Linked DNA regions of Mus musculus: region 2 is linked to region 1. A link is a contact called in public HiChIP or PLAC-seq data. All regions are on one chromosome and are shown on one strand. Each heading gives the region's core, a stretch centred on a gene start, on an enhancer-like site or on the middle of the called end of the contact. The rest is flanking DNA. Distances are from core to core; before and after follow the strand shown.

Region 1 (5,230 bases), core at 591-3,090:
AGCCCTGAATGTGAGGGCAGACATTCTTAGGATTTTGGGAAAGTGATTGACAATATGCTCAGGAAACTAGCTACTCAGTAATGAAAATCAGTAATTGTTGAAAATTGAAATCTGGTATTTCATGTTTGCTTGGAGCAGGGAAAGAGCACCAAAGAGCATTTCTGTTGTACTTTCCCATGCAAGTTGTTCTCGTAGATTTTTCCAATTAGAGATGCTATTTGGGTTGTCTTTTTTTGAGATGCTACCGAGTCATTCATACCTTAGGGGCAGACATTTTACTAGTAAATAAACTCAAATTTTAGTCTCAGAAAAATGAGATTTTTTTGAGAAACCATTATAACCCTCGAGAAGGCATCTTGGTTTAGTAGGAAAGGTTCTTGAGTCAGAGAAGAGGAACGTGTTAAAGAAATGGTTTTCAGTCTTCTAAGATCTTGAATGGTTTTCCTGAATCATGGATTTCAGAAGTCTGTAAACTTTAGTTCAGTTTCTGCCTATGTGTTGCGTATCTCCTCAGGAATAAATAGCTAAGTGAAACGAAGCAAGTCAGATCAACCCTGTTGGCTATCCTTGTCCTTCCTCTTGGCTCCATCCTTACATTCTTGGTTTCCTTCAAAGTGTTTGTATTGTCACTTAGCACAAAATAAGTTTTTCTATTATCTCTTGAGAGTGAAAAGTTTGGGAATATGGACTGCATTTTATGTTTTCTACTTAATTATTTCGTAATTACTCCTTTTCACTTTAAACATTTACTGGTAGGTTAGCAGCATGAAAGTAGTAAATGGTAGAGAAAAAAACCTAAAATTTTTGATGTTTGGTTGAGAATTATTGCTCTCTGACTTAGTTTGGCAATTGTCTGACATACTTGTTGGTTAATGTTTTCTTTACATTTTTAAGCTTCATTGTCTTGAAGAAGCAACAACAACAACAAAAATATACATTGTTGGTTAATGTTTTCTTTACATTTTTAAGCTTCATTGTCTTGAAGAAGCAACAACAACAACAAAAATATTCTTGACCATTTCTTTTTAAGACATCTTTCATCTTGGTATCAGGCAATTTAGTGGCAGCTCTTTTTCCTTTATAGAACCTTTCTTTGCTTTGCTTTTCATTCCAGCACGGTGTCTTGGCAGCCTAGCCTACTCTGGAACGTGAACTCACTATAGAATTCAGGTTAGCCTCGAACTCGCAGCAATCCTGCTTCAGCCTCAGTGTTGAGAATATAGGCATAAACTTCCATTCTCTGCGCTCAACAAGGCTTTCTCGAATTTTCCTAGTGTTCTTTGTTGGCGAATATTGGAAAATTGCTTACTCTTCTTTCGTGGTGTTTGCTTCAAGCTTTTCCAGTGTTCTGGTACTTTCCAACCCCATAGCACTTTGTACAGGAGGTCCTCCGTTTTTTTTTTTTTTTTTTTTTTTTTTTTGAAGGATTTGCGAAGCCAGGAGGTCTATGAAGCTTCATGTGGGTGGGGCTGGGTACGGCAGGGGCGGGGCCGGTGAGAAGTCTCTGGGAAAGGCTGAAGAGTCTTGTTGGGAAAGGCCTGGAGGGCAGTGGTTTCAGAATTTTCACGAAGGCTTCGAATACAGGATTGAGCGTATTGTGTACCTCTCTCCTGTCTCTCCTTTCCTGATTCTGGAAGCTTCATAAGTTCTTTCTGGATTACTAAAATGCGAAAAGGCTACGGCTTCGGCTCCGTGGGCGGAACCCAAGGGTCCTGACGCTGCTCCGGGCTGTTTGGCCTCCTGATGTTGGGGGAGGGGCAAAGAGGTGCTGCTCGCGCCTCCCTATGCGCCTGCGCGGTCGGCTCCAAGCTGGTAGGAGCGCGTGCGCAGTGACGTGGACATCCGGTGCGTGCGCAGGCTCTTCAGCTGAAGCGGACACACGGTGTGCGAACCCTTCAGAATAACCCTCCCCTAGAGGGATGTGAAGGACTCGGGGTGAGGCCGGCCACGCCCCGCACGGTAACTCTCGGGCCTGGGTGGAGGGCGTCGCTTCAATAGTGGCCCGATTGGAGTTTTTTTGAGTTTAAACCACTTGTGTATTTGAACGGCTTGCCCAGCGTTCCGCAGAGAGAGCTTCGCACGCCTGGGCCTGGCTGGGCCTTACGCTGTGCAGCCTTTGGTCCCTTGAGCGAGTTGCGCATGTCATCTCGCACGCCTCCCCGACCTCACTTCCGTGTCGCTCGGAGAACTAACTAGGAACATCGACGCCGGAGACCGAGACCACGAGGCGGGCGGGGTGAGAAGTGCCTACGGCACGGCCCTGCCCTCGCGTGCGTGGGGTGTTGAACAGCATGGCACGTTCCGCGTGACGATTTCTAGCCTGGTTATCGATGGAATAAGCACAGGTTTTAAGAGTTCAGCTCTCTGAGTTTCAACTCTCCGAGGGAAACAACCAATGTCTGTTTCTCCAAGGAACTGGATGCAGTGTTTTGACACCTATTCAAACATTTCCTAGCGTGTAATTTCGGGTCAAATTGAGGCAAGGCCCCGAATTTAATGAGGGGGCGATGAGTGAGTTGAATGAGAGTGAGAACTTTGTAAACAAAGGAGCTGTGATTTGTAAGTGCTAATTCGAAGGCGGAGAAAACAGGTAGGGAACAGGTGGTGGTTCCTTTTTCTCTTTCTGGGGTAACCTGACTGGTTTTCTGTCCATAGGACTTCCCGTTTCTGTTGAATTTTCAAGTACGTCTTTGAGTCGAGTGTAAGGTGCGCAAGGGCATTAGCCTTCTCTTTCGTTCCCCAAGAATGTCTCTTTTTCTCTGGCAAAAGGATGGTAGCAGGCATGGGTGAAGAGTGCCTGAAGAGTGGCTTGATTAGTAGAACGGGAAAAATCTCCGTCTGAGGGAGACCCACTCTTGTTCGCGTCGCCGAAGCCGACACGTGGATCTTGAGAAGTTAGGGCTCACTTATGCTCAGTCTGTGGGTGTTGTTGAGCTTGCCAAGCTTGCGTGTCCAAGTGCTTGGTCAACTCTGCCTGTCTTGCTGGCTTTTTGCGCACGACGCTGCTGCAGTTAAGGTGCAGGAGAGTAGCGAGAGGACTGCTGGGAAATGGGCTGGCGGGGTGACTAGTTGTGTAGTCTCCAAGGTAACCGAAAGCGGCTGAACAGCCTTAGGAACACAGGGTTCCGCCTGGCTGCACGTGATCCTTGGGACTCTACCCTGGAAGAGTTTTCTTTGCGACATTTTTTTCATGTTTGTGGCTAGCTGAAAAGCGAGTAACTGGAGGCTGTTTTATTTTTTTATACATAGGTAGTAAGTTGTGTCCACTTAACTGCAACACAAGTGAAAGACCTGAAATTTCATTCCCTGGGTGCATTGGCATATTTATTTCAAATTTGCTGTCCATTTCTGCAGTAAAGGTTAGTTTTTCAGGTTCTACTTAGTAACCCATAGGCAACTAAAAGCTTGTTAACTTGAATTGTTTCAGATTAATACCTACAAATGGAGATATGTAAAAAATTTGAGTTTCAAAATGCGATTTAATTTAATCAAAAGACAAACACCATAGTGAGCCTCCTGTATAGTAGTACATTTATCGTTTAAAAGGACATGGTTAGCATGGGCAACATTTAGAATGTGTTGACCATCATTTGAAATTTGTGTTTTAAAAGTAATATATTGATTTCGAATTTTGACTTGGTGTAGTTGAGTATGTAAATCATTTAATTGGGTTGCTACATAGTGTGTTTTATGGGTTGTATCAGGGTGACCATTATAATAAAAATTTCCCAAAGTTACAATTAATGCATCTTGCTACATTGTTTTAAATGACGTCTGTTAGAGAGTGTGAATATGTGTAGTGGGGGGACTGAGAATTTCTCTTTTTTTTAGATTAATTTATACGAGTACATTGTCACTGTCTTCAGACACATCAGATCTGAAGAAAGCATCAGATCCCATTACAGATGGTTGTGAGCCACCATGCGGTTGCTGCGAATTAAACTCAGGACCTCTGGAAGAGCAATCAGTACTCTTAACAACCATTGAACTATCTCTCTAGCCCAGGAATTTCTCTCTTTACAACTTAGTTTAAGGCCCTTTCCAACCCGTACTTTAATCTAGGTAAATGCTTGATGAGGAAAGGCTGAACCAAAAACTAGCCTGGCCTATGAGATTCTCCTGCCTCAGCCTCCCCAGTGCTGGGATTAAAGGTTTGCACCACCAGCCTGTGTTCTTTATTAAAACGTTAAGAGAGCAAAATACAGAGTACTTTAGAATATTGCCAGAATGGATTTCTTTTTTCTTTCTTGGAGTAGCCTAGCACTTCTAAAGTACATTTGATTTTAGCAGTGGACATTAAGGTTATCTTAGAGTTTAAGAGTAGTCTTTGTATGTGTGAAACAACATATTTCAAGCTGTAGATGAGAAAAATCAAGCATGGGATGGGGATATACAGTTCAGTGGTAAACCCACTTGTGAGAATGGTTCAGTGGTAAACCCACTTGTGAGAATCACTATCTGGTTAGGTTATCAGCACTATGGGCAGTAGGGTCTGGGGGATTCTTCTGTGTGTGTGTGTGTGTGTGCACGTGTGCACGCGCACGCGCGCGTGCCTTTTTCTTTTTCCTCTTTTTTCTAAATTTTTTATTATATATTTTCTTCATTTACATTTCAAATGCTATCCCGAAATTCCCCTATACCCTCCCCCCAGGATTCTTCTTTTAATTATTGCCACGTGCCTCAAGTTTATGATAGCTTGGGGTCATAAATTGGTCTTTGATTTTATGTATTTTGGTTAACTGGTGCAATAAATTGGTTGGTTTAAGTTTTTTGATTTAGTTGTTTTTTTTGTTTGTTTGTTTTTAGATTTATTTATTATATGTGAGTACACTGTAGCTGTCTTTAGACACTCCAGAAGAGGGCGACAGATCTCATTAGGGATGGTTGTGAGCCACCATGTGGTTGCTGGGATTTGAAATCAGGACCTTAAGTTAGTGTTCTTAACCACTGAGCCACATCTCCAACCCTTTTGGTTTAGTTTTTGAAAAGACTTTATGCAAGTCTACAAGTTCTGACTTTTCCTGTTTTTCATACATATTTTTATATTTTTATTAGATGTCTATGTACAAAGTTGAAATAAAGCAATTTGTATTTTTTTCCCCTTTGGGGGAAGGGATGGGGCAGGCAGAGTGTCATATAGCTCAGACTGGCTTTGAATTTTTTATGTAGTTGTGAACTTTTAATTTTCCTGCCTTGGTGTTTGGGTTTATAGGCATACAATGCATTCCAT
Region 2 (5,214 bases), core at 1,297-3,796, 950 kb after region 1:
GGCATTAAAATGGTAGTTAACACCTGTAATTCCAGCACTTGGGAGGCCCAGTCAGAAGGATTCCTGGGGCTTCAGGACCTGCCTGGACTACATAATAATTCTGCCTCTAAACCACAAAGCAACATCATCCATAGGTGTCACTTGTAAAAGTTGTATAGCATACAAAAAACTTCCTGCTTGCCAACAAAGTGAAACTTAAATTCCATAATCAGAACTAAGCTGTGTTAACTATGCTTTGAAAAACCAATAGTTTATCACTGCATACATGTTCAGATAAAACACTGGTACACACAAAGTAAAAATCTCAACACTTTTAAACAACCGATGACTATCACATTTTGAATGCATCTTTATGTGTAAATTGCTCCCTAGAATTTTTTAAATTATACAAACTTCATTTCTTACATGACATTTAAGGATATATGAAGTCCTACATAATTGCTCAGCTTTCCTGGGGTATTAAAAAAAAAAAACAGTACCTAACAAGAGAACCTGAAGTCATATACAACATGGAATTCAATGATACATGAACCATATACAAGATGATGAACAAGATACAATCTCTAAGTCAGCTTTCTATTCATAATTAAATTGTTTCAGTTTGAAATTATAAATAAAATGAAGTTATGTATGAGCCTTAATGTCTCTTATGTGTCCAAAACTGAAAGAGGAAAATCAGTTTCTAACACTCCATTATAAAGTTAAACTATTAGAGAAACCTTCCTTTGTAGTCATGCTTCAAACATCCTTTCTGGTGTCTATAAAAATTCATCATACAGGAAATATAAGCTTCTGCGTTAAAGAGTTCTTTCATTATGCTTTAATTTTTAATAGATCATAATCCTCATCAGGATAGATTCTCCAAGATGGCATACTGTTATATCTGTCACCATTGCAGCTTCTTTAAAATCGCAACATAAAAAGTAAAAAGTATTCAACCCACTCAATACTTTTTAAAAAATCCTCATTTTTTTTACTCCTTAAATGAATGTTATTCTAGTCCACTTTGCTGAAAGAAAACAGATACATCTTTGCAGTCTATCCTGGCAAGTCCATGTTTAATGTCACTGCAACTATTAATGGCTCAAAACCAAACACTGAAACAAAACACAGCCTGAATCCTCCTTGTATTTGAGAGTTTGAGTCCATTCACAATACACTCTCTCACACACATTCAATTCTACTAAATAACATCTTCCCATCATATACAGGTTAAAATAGAATTGTCTTCTTTAAATGTTAAAGGACAGCTTCCAAAGCTAGGGGAGAGAAGCCTATCAACTTTAATCCAAAGCAAAGTACAACTCAATGTCATTTTTACCTCTAAGGCAGCGCCACAACTGAAACAAAATGAACTTCATTTAAGGATCAGGTATCCTAGCATCCCCATGATTATTTACTTCTCTGACTCGACAGTGCGTATATGTAGGCTCTTTTGTCCCTCTTTTGGCATCCCCGCGTATCAACAGCATCATCTTTGTCAAAGCAAATCCCTCTGGTCATTACTTCAATACTACAAAGTCCCGGCCTTCCTTGTTACCACACAAATGAGATTCGGTAGTCCCGTCACTCTTCCATTACAGTGGGAAAAGCAAGATAGAATGAAACGCTCATAATTTCAAAAGACTCCTCTCTGCTCGGTCCTGGTAGCCAGAAGAGTCATGAGTACAAGTGATATATGGGTCACCCACAGAAACAGACGAAGCAGCTTCATGAACCTCCAAGTTCAGGGAAGGCACCCAAAGCCTCCGGGGAAATGGGGCAGAACCAGAAAGATCTGTGGGATGAGGATCAATTTGGGTCTGGCGTCGCCTCAGGGCGTGGGCATAAGAAACCCAGGGGTCTCGGGCAGTCTCCCCTCCACGCCTCGGTTGAGCTGAACGAGGGATGAGGCGGGCGCAGGGAAGCTTCTTGGAGACGCCCTGGGGCTCGGGGGTGTGTCCTACCTGGGCCGCGGCGGACGCAGGATCTCTGACGGAGGACGAGGGTCTAGCTCAGGGTCCGCACCGGCAGGAGTCACCGCTCAGCAGGCGGGCCCGCCACCGCCTGCCCATCCCCCGCCGCCCACTGCGGCGGGACCGGAGCGCGGCTTAGACGGCCGGCGGTCCCTTCGGATGCCGTCCGCGTCTAAAGGCGGCGGCAGCGGCTGCGGGTATTGCTGCGGATTGTCCCGGGCCGCTGCTCTCGTGCCAGCCCCTGCTCCTCCTCCTCCTCCTGCCGCCGCCGCCTCCTCGTCCCTACCGCTCCCATCGCCGCTGCGGCGACTACTGCAGCGCCCGCTGACCCGGCCCGACGTTACTCTCCCCCCCGCAAGCCGCACAGCCTAGCCCACCCGCCCTGCCAGCGCGCACCGCCCACCTCTCCGCCGCGGGTGCTGATTGGAGAGCACGTTCCCAGCCTGTGGCGTCGGTTGGCTAGTCCCATTGCCTATCAGGAAGGGGGCGGAGAATTGGGCCGAGAGTGTCTCCGCCCCCCACCGGAGAATTGCCGCTATCTTCAGGTTTGCCTGAGAGGGCGAGTTACCGGGAAAGGAGCATCACAATGACAGTGCGCGTGTGCTTGGGAATTCTGGGACTCGTAGTTCCAGCCTCCGCTGCAACGGCCGGCCTGTCCTGAGGAGAGATGTAAGGCGCAGTGCTTCTGAGAGCCGACTTCAGTAGGTGTTCTCCTAGCTCAGCGTGCTTATGGCCACAGAGTTGGGCCCTTTGGAAGAAAATTGGTAATGCTTTGTCACTGAGGCGGTCGCGTCGAGAATCGTGAGGCCGGGTCATTGCTTAAGGTCTACTCGCCTGCTCAGACCTAGAGCTGCCAGGATCTGGGAAATGGGCGCTGTCCCCTAACCTAAGCTGCTAACTAGGGCCGGGAAACCCGAAGGTATTGGGAGAAAAGAAAGGAGTTACAAAGATGTCAGCCTGGCGAGGGAGTGCCCATTCACAACCCACGAAAAAAGATTTCATTGGCTTTTTGATAAAGACAATGAACAACTTTCATGTGGACCAGTCTGGGACTCTAAGCTTGGAGTTTGCAGGAGTGGCTCAAGACACACAAAGACTAACTATGAAGGGTGGGACACCGAGGCTGTATGGGAGACGTATTTCATGTTGAATGTGCCAAGCTCTTTGGTGAAAAAAAACAAAACAAAACCTAAGAGTAAGTCCCTCTTCTTTCTTTACTATCCATTATATAGACATTAAAAATTAAGAATAAACTTTACCAAGATCACAAAACTGATGTCAAAACCAAACTGCGGACCTATTCCATATTGTATGCCCAACGTTCTTTTTTCCTTAACAATTGCAATGACTGCCACGAGTTTGCCAGGAACAGAGAGGATGCAATGGTATGAATTGTAAAGGTTCACTTTTTGTTTTTGTTTTTGTTTTTGTTTTTGTTTTTCGAGACAAGGTTTCTCTGTATATCCCTGGCTGTCCTGGAACTCACTCTGTAGACCAGGCTGGCCTCGAACTCAGAAATCTGCCTGCCTCTGCTTCCCGAGTGCTGGGATTAAAGGCGTGCGCCACCACACCCGGCTCAAAGGTTCACTTTTACTTTCAAATATTTTCTTAGGTGACAAAAGTGTTCTTACTGTTAAGGAACTACCATCCTCTTTATATTCCTTTACAAGCAGGAGACATCCTTACTGCCTGTCATGTGCAGACTCTTGGACAGAAACCAAAACAAAAGACAACTGATGGTGAGGTCATCTTGTTCTATTCAAACATGAAGGCGTTGCCAGATTGTTTTGTTTCTATTGATGAAAGTTGGAAAATGCTTTTTTCCCCCATTATTCAATACAGACATGTGCTACAAAAACAGGTAGAATTTAAAAATTAGGTTAAGATACAAATGGGTTTCATTGTGGAATCTTCATTGTTTTCTTTTAAAGATAGGCTGTAGCCCCCATGAAGCCCTGAATAGCCTCAGTTTTTTGATCTTCCTGCCTCAGTCTTGGGCATGCTGCAATTACAGCTTCCAGCTGGCATCTTGACAATCACCTTGTAAAATAAGCCAAGCCGGAATCAGCTAGCTAAGCCATTCCCCACATTCAGCCCCACAAAAATATGATACAATAAATGTTTAAGGTTTAATCTGCAGTATCAAAAATAAATGTTTACTATTATCTTCAACACTGGTTGATTGTGTGGCGATAACTACTAATACAGAAAGATTTGGGAAAATAGGCAGTGATGGTGCACACCTTTAGTCCCAGCACTCAGGAGACAGAGGCAGGCGTTTCTCTGTGAGTTTGAGGTCACCCTGGTCTACAGAGAGAGTTCCAGGACAACCAGGGCTACACAGAGAAACCCTGCTTTAAAATAAAAAAAGAAAAGAAAAGAGATTTGGGGAAATAAAGGTGAAATAGAAGACTGACTCAGGTGTGCGGATACTCTGGATACATGAAGGAACAAAACTCAGACTTAAGAAAAATCTTACAAAGTAGTCAGTAAGATTCAGTTTTATACCAGGTAGACTTCATATAAGACATAATTCACTTTACAATAGTTATTTTCCCCTTTGCTCCAGCATGAAATAAACAATACACTGAATAACCCTCTCCTTTTCCTGTTCTTCCATGTGTGTGCTAATCTACCCACATTTAGGTGCCACTTTGTAATATGTCTCCCCCACCCCCATCTCAACAGGAAATTACCTATGTGGGTCATTTGCAGCACGAGGTTACCAGGGCAACATGACAATGTTTTGTTTATTGTACCCTAGCAGGGTAAGCACAATGCTCCTGAATCACATCCCCAGCCCCAACACCACAGTATGAATCAGCATGAAGATCAAAGAAAGAAGATGGCTGACAGGGCTTTCCTTCCTTGTCTTTAAAAATTCTCCTGGGATGTGAAGGAAGTGTTGAGTGCCCCTCTCTGCACCTGTGATGGCTAATATCCTTTGTCAACTTGACAGGGTTCTAGCTAGAATCACCAAAGAGACAAGCTCTTTGCTCTCTTCCATGTGTCTATGAGGGATTATCTAGATTTTGTTAGTGGAGAGGGGGAAGACACACCCTAGTCCAGGTGGCATTATAGGGTGCAGAGGAACCCTGAGTGAATGTGTGCAGTTGACATGAGAAAGGCAAAGCACCTAACATCCCCCGATCTGGGTGCAAATGCTGGCTGTGTGAGCAGAAAAGCAAGAAAGGAAGTTAACCACCAAGAGGACCAGACATCTCACACTCCACAGCTTCCCCCGCCCCATACTGACTCT

The links. HiChIP or PLAC-seq counts read pairs in DNA pulled down with a chosen protein or histone mark.
Region 2: an H3K4me3 HiChIP or PLAC-seq map of bone marrow-derived macrophages shows a contact between it and region 1, with 4 times the contacts expected there. The contact joins the promoter of AV039307 here to the promoter of Mga in region 1. A contact is called at or near these places in 4 of 39 promoter capture datasets (the C10 cell line, cranial neural crest, liver and 1 more), 1 of 115 datasets of contacts at active chromatin or transcription factors (bone marrow-derived macrophages) and 2 of 9 other capture datasets (liver and macrophages).

What each region holds. Positions count from the first base shown.
Region 1 is chr2:119,895,388-119,900,617 of GRCm38.p6, forward strand. Mga (MAX gene associated) reads left to right here and starts at 1,841. Exons shown (of 24, transcript NM_013720.2): 1 at 1,841-1,959.
Region 2 is chr2:120,848,110-120,853,323 of GRCm38.p6, forward strand. It overlaps AV039307 (expressed sequence AV039307), which reads left to right and starts at 2,547. Exons shown (of 4, transcript NR_038350.1): 1 at 2,547-2,656. Ttbk2 (tau tubulin kinase 2) reads right to left here and starts at 2,309. Exons shown (of 16, transcript NM_001024856.2): 1 at 1,947-2,309.